Linked DNA regions of Oryctolagus cuniculus: region 2 is linked to region 1. A link is a contact called in public Hi-C data. All regions are on one chromosome and are shown on one strand. Each heading gives the region's core, a stretch centred on a gene start, on an enhancer-like site or on the middle of the called end of the contact. The rest is flanking DNA. Distances are from core to core; before and after follow the strand shown. Region 1 overlaps SYNPO2 (synaptopodin 2). Region 2 overlaps SYNPO2 (synaptopodin 2).

Region 1 (4,346 bases), core at 1,092-3,591:
GCATTTAAAGAACAGCATATGCTAGAGGAAAGGCATGGAACACACAGGTAGTCAATTTAAGACCATCCATTCAAAGTATGCTAGGATGGTAATGACCTAGAAATATTCCCAGTTGTCCAGTGGTTTGCGGTATGCAGGAATGAGAAGTGTTTTCAGTCCATTTCCTGTTGGACAGGTGGCAGTCTTAGCAGAGTCCCTATTTGGAGTTGATGACTAAAGACACAGTTAACATGAATGTGTCTTCCAGTCATCCTGGCACTGTTTGGGTTTCCAAAAAGCTTCTTAGAGACATGCCAGGCATGCGGTCAAAGCATGTACAACCTCAACTGGGAACTGGTAGTATAGGTCTCATCTTGGACCATGTAATCCCTCTTTATAGAAGAGAAAACTCTAAAACAATATCCACAACAGAGAGCCTGACCTCTGAGGCATATGGAAGTGGGAGGGAGGACTAAGGCAGTTCCCTGGCGTAAGAGAGATTTCCTTTCCCTCTTCCCTCCAGGGAGCTGTATGTACCACATTTCAGGTTGAGGCTATGAAAGTGACATCATTGTATCAGGTGGGAGGGTTAGAACCCAGGGCATCAGCCTCTCTCCAGGCACCATTTGTAGTCTGAGCATTGCTGGTTTTTGTTGTAATGATGGTTGGTTGAGTAGTTGGTTGGCTGGTTATGGGACTTGGAGAGGCAGTTTTTGCTTTGTTTTTAACAACTTGCATCTTCCTCTGTCCTTTGTTAGCTTTATTTCTATGTAAAGCACCCATGAAGTCCGTTTTCGTTGTCAGCATAATGGCAGCAGTCATTTACTGAGTGCCTGTGTTGTGTTAGACGCCCTGTGGGCATCATCCTAAGGACTCCACTGCATGGTTTATACTGGCACTGAAATATCGACTACAGTGTGATCATAATCACTGACTTTATGCAGTTTTGTAAACAAATTTCTTTTTCCATGACTTTCCCCTTATTAATGTTTCCAACCTCTCTTCCTGGTGAGGATGGTGTGCCATAGTGAGAATGCATGCTTGAGATTCGAGCAGGAAGAAAGGTTAATGCAAGTTTAGCACACACACCACCCCCCTTACAGGAGGGCACACTGGATCACAGAACTGGTGAGGTTGCCACTTTAATCTTGGACTATTTGCGGTTTTATTTCTAACGTTTTAATAATAGACACACTCTGTTTTGAGAGAAGATATACATTGTTTCTGCATGTGGATAGTAGATAGCATATACAGCATACACTTATAGGATTATATGTTATAAGACATATGTGGGCTGTTACTCTAGAGCATGTGAAACTTTGCATTTCAAAATACATCTTGTATGAGTTAGTAACATGTATCATGCCTTTGCATTAACTATTTCATTTAATCTTCACAAGAAGTAACTCAATTTTAACCATAGCAAAATCAATCCGAGTTACAAACAGTTCCTTAAAATAAGCCAGGGCCACTGAACTGCTCTGGGGTAGTGCTGACTTTCAGGAAGCAGGCCTCGTGGGACAGCTGGGATATCACACAACCTGAATTCTAGCCTGGTGCCAAGAGTCGCATCTGAGACATGGAAAACTATTGATTTCCATTTACTGATCTACATTAAAGGAGTGAGGTGGAGTAAGGAGGATTTTCCCAAATGCAGCAGTGCGGTTAGACCTTTGAAGGTTGGTTTGCTGCTGCCAGGCATGCCAAGCCTTCTATGTGGTTCTTTCTCAGTGAAGCCACTTGAGAGCAGAAGACACGTGGCTGCTAAGTGTCTCAGTCTGGAATTTTTATTTTATTTTATTTTTTGACAGGCAGAGTGGACAGTGAGAGAGAGAGACAGAGAGAAAGGTCCTCCCCCTGCCGTTGGTTCACCCTCCAATGGCCGCTGCAGCCAGCGCACCGCGCTGATCCGAAGCCAGGAGCCAGGTACTTATCCTGGTCTCCCATGGGGTGCAGGGCCAAAGCACTTGGGCCATCCTCCACTGCACTCCCTGGCCACAGCAGAGAGCTGGCCTGGAAGAGGGGCAACCGGGACAGAATCCAGCGCCCCGACCAGGACTACAACCCGGTGTGCTGGCGCCGCAAGGCGGAGGATTAGCCTAGTGAGCCGCGGTGCCAGCCTCAGTTTGGAATTAATCTTCCAAATAAAACCTTCATTGCTGTGTATAGTTTTATATACTTACAAATTAGAGACCCTGTAAGCACCTACATTCTAAGAGTGAATTCCTGAGATCAGTGGTGCTGTTTGATGAGTCACCACCAACTCGGCAGGAAGCATATTTGAAGTCACCATCATCAAAAAGAAGTGTTTTCTGAACAGCTAAATGCTTAAAATGCTTCCCAAGGGAAGTGGTGGGGTGTGTGCTCATTCTCTACTGAAGTCAGGGCTGTTGAGTTTGTTTTTAGACTTTTTTGATAAGTTCATGAGAAAAGGATGTAAATTCTAAGAACCCACATTGTATTCCCAGAGGTACTGACCCTCGCTGGTCTTATGTCCCCAGTCTCATTGGACTCGGGGGGACTCAAAGACCCATGCGACACTTTGGTGCTGCTGAGTTCATCAACAAGTGTTCTGGGAAAAACAGAACTGAATTCTTCTCTAGACTTCCCACCAGGGTTGGCATAGGGCCACAGGCAAACTAACAAATTCCCACAGGACCCAAACTCCAGGCAGAATTGGTGGAAGAGGTCAGTCTCTTGTTTATCCTGCTATGGTTCTCAAAAATATGTACAGAAATTAGAGGTCAGTCATCTGTGACTGTCAGGTCCATGACAGCCCACCGTCCACAGGAGCCTATGAATCACAATCCCCCTTTCCTTGGTATAGCAGGTGCTGATCATTCCTGAACTTTTAAAAAATAGAATGTTTCTAGGTATGCACATGTGTACACTAAACTACCACTGGGCATTGGAAATTTTAGAACTACTCACAGGCAATTGAACTGAAACTTAATTAAAAATACTGATGCCTGCCAAACATTTCCCAGTTTCTTGATGTAATCAATGTTTTATCAACTAATAAAATGCATCTAAAATATAAAAAGTGAAAGGCCTATATAGGATTCTACAGTTAAGTGATTTTTTGGTTACTGATATATATATAATTTTTCAAGTTTTCTTTTGTTTTTATTGAAAGGCAGAGAGGAGAGCAGACAGAGAGAGCTCCCGTCTGCTGATTCACTCCCTGCGATGTCCACAAAGGCTGGGAGTTGGCCGAGCAATCCATGAGTTAAGAAGCTCAAGCCAGGTCTCCCAAGTAGGCAGTGGGGACCCAACTACTTGAACCACCCACCTTTCAGAATGTGTTTTAGCAGAAAGCTGGAATCAGGAGTTGCACTAGGACTCAAACAAAGACACTCTAATAAGGGACTTTGGCATCTTAACTGGCAAATTAACAAACAGACCAAATACCCACCTCTCGTTTTTGTTTTTTATTTAAAGCTCCTTACCATTTCCTTTGTATTAGTATTTTTTTAAAAAAGGTGTATTTATTTATTTGAGAGACAGAGTTACAGAGAGAGGGAGAAAGAGAGAGAGAGAAAGAACTTTCATCCACTGGTGCACTCCCCAAATGGCTGCAATGGCTGGAGCTGAGCCAGGAGCCAGGAGCTTCCTTTGGGTTTCCCACGTGGGTGGAAGGGCCCAAGCACTTGGGCCATCTTCCACTGCTTTCCCAGGCCATAGCAGAGAGCTGGATTGAAAGTGGAGCAGCAGGGGACTCCAACCAGCACCCATATGGGATGCCAGGTGCTGCAGGCAGAGGCTTAGCCCAGTACACCACAGCACCAACCCCTGTTTTTATCATTCTTGATGTATTTATCTTAGGTACATGTGCTTCATGACTGATGAAACAAATTCAAGATCCTTCATCCAAAGAGCACAAAGACCCTGCTTCCAGAGTACTCTCCTTCCTCTACCTGACAATAATACTCAAAATAATAGTGCTCAAGCGGCCATGGAGAAATCTGTGTTCACTGCTCCTACTTCTTGTGCCTTTTAACAACTATTAATGAATGGTTTCTTCATGAAAGAAATTTTAAAAACAAGAGATGCACATTCTAGGAATAAACAGAAAAATGTTCTCGAAAGTACCTAAAAAAAAAAAGCACATTGTTTTTTGTTGTCTTCCGGATACATTTTAGAAGTCAGGGCATCTTTGGTAGTTTTATTTAGTGGAATAATCTCTTTGTAAGGCCATCCAACAGACCTGAGCCAAGCTTTTGGGTCCAAGTCAGGATGACATGGGTGGGAAGGAAGCTGTGACAGTAATTCAAGCAACCTCACGAGGACTGAGGAAAAGATAAGAGGTGGGTTTGGGGAGCTCTTGTATTAATTTTCTATTGTATGCTGAGAACTGTGTTAAATAT
Region 2 (4,507 bases), core at 731-3,230, 54 kb before region 1:
TGATCACCAAACTCAAGCCTCTGTCATTAATCTCTCTCTTCCCCACCCCAGTCCAACCAATATTTGGCCCTCGGCTATTTTTGCAAGTGATCCTTCCTATTCAAAAGAAGTTGGTGACATTAGTTGCTTCCAAAATAAATGGCTAGAAGACAGAAATGGAACGAAGCAGAAATTTACCTTATGCACCATCTTGTCCTTTTAAAATTTTGTATCCTATGAAAATGTTAGCTGTTATTAATAATGTTTGAGGTAAGCATTAAATATTAACTATTCAGTTAAAAATTAAAACGTTGCCTTAAGAGCAAAGTCTGACGTCTTCATCCTGTCATTCAAAGTCCCCTAAGCAGTGGCCAGAGCCCACTTTTCTAGCCTTCTCTTTTGCTCTCTCTGCCTCCTGTCTCCATTCTAACACGTTCCATAGGCAACTCTTATGCCATCACTCTGGATTCTTAGACTGCTTGTCTTCCAGGGGTGGGGAATGTAAGGCCTGTGGGTCTTACAAGGTCTGTAGAATCATTTGGTCAGGCCCTGAGAAGGCAACTGCAGGAGGTAGTTGAAATTCAATAAATCTGTAGCAGACTGATTTTTAAGTTGATCATTGTGTATGGCCCGTGAATGATGTTATAAATAAACAAATGGGAGCCTGCGCTGTGGCTTAGTGGGTTAAGCTGCCATCTATAACACCAGCATCCCATATGGGCACCGGTTCAAGTCCCAGATGCTCCCCTTCTGATCCAGCTCCCTGCTAATGTGTCTGGTAATGCGTTGGAAGATGGCCCAAGTGCTTGGATGCTGGCTTCAGCCTCCATCCATTTGGAGAGTGAACCAGCGATAGAAGACCTTTCTCTCTCTCTCTCTCTCTCTCTCTCTCTCTCTCCCTCTCTCTCCATAACTCTGCCTTTTAAATAAGTAGATCAGTCTTTTAAAAAAATCCAAATGAACCTTGGTAGGAAAAGACTCCCTACCTCTGGGCCATCATGTCTACCTGTGGTACCCTTCTACATCACAAATGCAGTCCTAGCTTCCTTCCAAATTCACTGCATATAGCACCAATGCCAAAGTGCTTTCTCTCAGCTCATAGCATTTAGAACCACTCCTTCCCTCCTAAGCCCTTGATGATCCAAGTCAGCCTGTTTTGTAGTTCCTTGTGCACATAACTGTTCTTATCCTTGTCTATTTTGCATCCATTAGGTCAATGCTTTTCACAGGATGAACACTCAGGAAGTGGTTTCTGAATGTTTGGTCCCAGAGACACTGAGAAATCCAAATTAGAGCAGTTTGGATATAAAATCCAGTGTCATCTTTGGGCCATCACTGGTGTCTGTCATTGCCGTTACCATGTACAGAGCTTGATGGTCTCCCTTTACGTCAATACTTCTCTGGGTGTGGTGCTAGACTTCTTGCTACAGGAACCTGTGGCTAGCTTGCTAAGATACAGGTTCCTGGCTCCAGCTGTGACCTACTAGTTCAGAGTCTGGGGGGTAGGATTTGGCACTCTATGTACAAATCAAATGTCCTAGTGATCCTTATGCACACTAGAGTTTGAGAGCCGCTGCTCCAAGGGGGGTTGCAGGGTTTAGGGGAAAGATTTTAAAGACAGAAAATTCCTGAGGTTTCTTCATCCTGATTCCATTTGTCTGCTCAGCGTTCCTCAGCTTCTGCCAGTCCTCCAGCCCTGCTGCCCAGCCTGTCCCCTGCGCCTGGCCGTGCCTCATGCTCCTGGAACGTGGTTTGCCCTCTGTCTCTCCTTTCAGGAGACTGACAGCTGAGCTGTCAAGCTTTGGCTCCTTGCAAAAGCTGTCGTTGGCTCCTCTTGATTGGAGAAGGGAACCTCAGACTTCACCGGTAATCTTGTCTTTTCTTTCAGTCTTCTCTTCTTCTTTGTGACTACTACAGGAAGGTGATTATCCACTGTGTGGTAGAAATGACGATCCTGTGGCAGGAAAATTTTGAGACTTGCCTAAGCTGCTGACATATTAATAGAGTTAATGTCAAAGCCCTGCCATTCAACTTGGCGTGCCCAGTGACTGCTTTGTCAATCAGTAAGTCAATCAATTAATCAACAAGTATTTACTGAATGCTGGGTACATATCCAGAGTGTCTTATTTAACATCTGCTGCCTGGGCTGAGCCCTGTGCACAAGTCTGTTCAGTGTCCTTATGTTATCCCTGATCTAGGATCTAATTCTGTGCCATGTCATCCACATTTGGCTATCTGTGGTCAAGGCAGGTTGTTGAGCTGTTTTTCACATGAACACCATTGTTTACTACATAATTCTGTAGCCGTTCATAAAGTGGGGGGGAACAGGGAATAAGCCAGCTGTTCAGCCTGCCTGTGAGACTGGCTATTTAGCAATCTTAGCTTGATGGTGCACCTCCAACTGTTGGGTTTTCCTTGTTTGTCCATTGAATCAGGATTAGAAATTCTACAGACAAGTGTGTGATTTGAGACACAATCTTTCTTCCCCTCTGCTTGTCCATATACAGATAAAAACCCTGACCCAAGGTATAAAAGACCTTTGTTCTTAAAATTTGAGGTCTTTTCAAAGCTTAACATTATTATTTAAACCCACCATATGACCCCAACCCTTTCTAAAACTGACTCAGCCTATAAAATACTCTCACACCACATGACACATTTTCTCACACTATATTTTCAAACAGTCACAGTGGAAACTATAACCATAAATGTACAACCCAGAAATCCAGTTCAGTCTTTTGCTTCTTTTCTGCTCATTTACTCTTTTATGAGCTCAAGATTGTAAAATAAGTTCGGCATGTTTAAAAATGTCAACTCAAACTGGAGTTTGGAGGCCAAGGTTCCTGGAGGTTAGCACACATTCTGCTAGGTCACCCTGAGTAAGACAAACAGGAACTCCGGCAACACAGATAACCAACAGAGAGCAAGTGTCTGTGCAACACCACCATGGAGAAGATCTAAACATTTTTTGGCCTTCTTTATTTCTAAGATTTCATGTGGTTTTAAAAAGTCAACGGAAACTTGACCCTCATTGGCATTGATGATAATAAAGGTGTCTCTGGAAATGTCACTGGCCCATTCCCAGCTTTATAGATGACAAGAAGCATCTGTGAACAATTGCACTATCTTCCACTCGGTGATTTAGTCCAGGATTCAGACTTCCAGGTTTTATTTGGGATTAATTTAAACCACTATGGGTGGCAGAGAACAGTTCTGTACTGAGAAGGATTCTGGCTGGGAATTTTACTTCCCACATTGTTCCACGTTCTATTTCAGGTTGAGTGGTGCACATGCTCTTCCTTTTCCCATCTCAGCTCCCGTTAAATAAGTGCTCTGGCTTCATGAGAGGAACCAGGAAGCAGAATGTTACCCATGTGCTGTTACTGCTGCCCCCAGAGCTCCCAACAACTTCTCCTAGGAACATCTATGAATGGGCCAGAAACCTCCAGTGGATTACTGGTGTCCATTCATGTGTATTGCAAATATTTTGTATGTCTCACTTAATAAAACCAACAGAATTCGCTGAGTTTGCCAAGTCAAAGTCTTTTTTAGATATCTCATTAGCTTTAGCACTGGTGTAGGTGAAATTACAGTTAAATAAAATCTGTAATGAGTTGTCTTTGGACATCTCAATGGACATGGGAAAGAAATGGACTAAATCAAGTTCACAGCACAACTTGATGAAAGTGAAATAAATGAACAAAGATCTAATAATTTGCTCCTATGCCTCTAATAGGTTATTTTCTCTCAAAACATAGAATGTCCCATTGAAATAACATCAAGGAGAAACTGGATAATACGCTTTTCATTCTTTAGAATTTCACTCTGATGCAAAGACAGTGTTGCATTACTTGTTGTTAGTTTTATTTCCTTTATTTATTAAAATGTCTCAGGGCCCAGAATCAGTGCTTTGAGATTCTATCCTTCACTTACTATTGAAACATAGAACAAGGGTTCTGTTGCTCTTCAAATACATTAGTGGTGCTTTTGCTACTGTGTTCCACTCTATTTTGAAAATAACCTTTTATATAATCACCTATTCCATGTGTGGTTCTTTTTTGTAAAGGTATATTTGAAAATCAGAGCAATGGGGGGGGGGGGGGCTTCCATCCACTAATTTAGTCCCTGAATGGCCACAATATGTGGGGCTGGGTCAAGATGAAGCCAAGAGCCTTGAACTCCATCTGGGTCTCCCACATGTGTGGCAGGGGTCCAAACACTTGAGCCATTCTCTGCTGCTTTCTCAGGAGCATTATCAGGGAGCTGGATCAGAAGTAGGACAGCTGGGACTTGAACTGGTGCTCTTATGGGATACCAGTGTCACAGGGGCTGGCTTAATCCACTGTGCCACAACACTGGCCCCTGGGACTCTGTCTAGTTCTTTTATATGCCTTTTCTACCTTCTTTACAACCAATAAGGAGTAAATTATCATCATAGTCCTGCAGAAATGGAAAATGACTCAGAAAACATGTAATAGGAGAAGTACTCAGTGCCTGACGTGTAATAATTTCTCAACAAATGTCAGCT

What was found. Hi-C and Micro-C count contacts between places; a contact is called where the count stands out from the background.
Region 2: a contact with region 1 is called in a Hi-C map of embryonic fibroblasts, with 4 times the contacts expected there. The contact joins two enhancer-like sites. A contact is called at or near these places in 4 of 6 Hi-C or Micro-C datasets (ear pinna, embryonic fibroblasts, psoas muscle and 1 more).

Annotation. Positions count from the first base shown.
Region 1 is chr8:46,127,221-46,131,566 of mOryCun1.1, reverse strand. All of the region lies in intron 6 of SYNPO2 (synaptopodin 2), which reads left to right. Among named protein-coding and RNA genes, the nearest start is that of MYOZ2, 84 kb to the right of the region's middle. Within about 2 kb of position 2,341, at least 3 of the 8 cell types and tissues checked have an H3K27ac peak or open chromatin away from gene starts, as enhancers often do.
Region 2 is chr8:46,180,629-46,185,135 of mOryCun1.1, reverse strand. All of the region lies in intron 3 of SYNPO2 (synaptopodin 2), which reads left to right. Among named protein-coding and RNA genes, the nearest start is that of MYOZ2, 140 kb to the right of the region's middle. Within about 2 kb of position 1,980, at least 1 of the 8 cell types and tissues checked has an H3K27ac peak or open chromatin away from gene starts, as enhancers often do.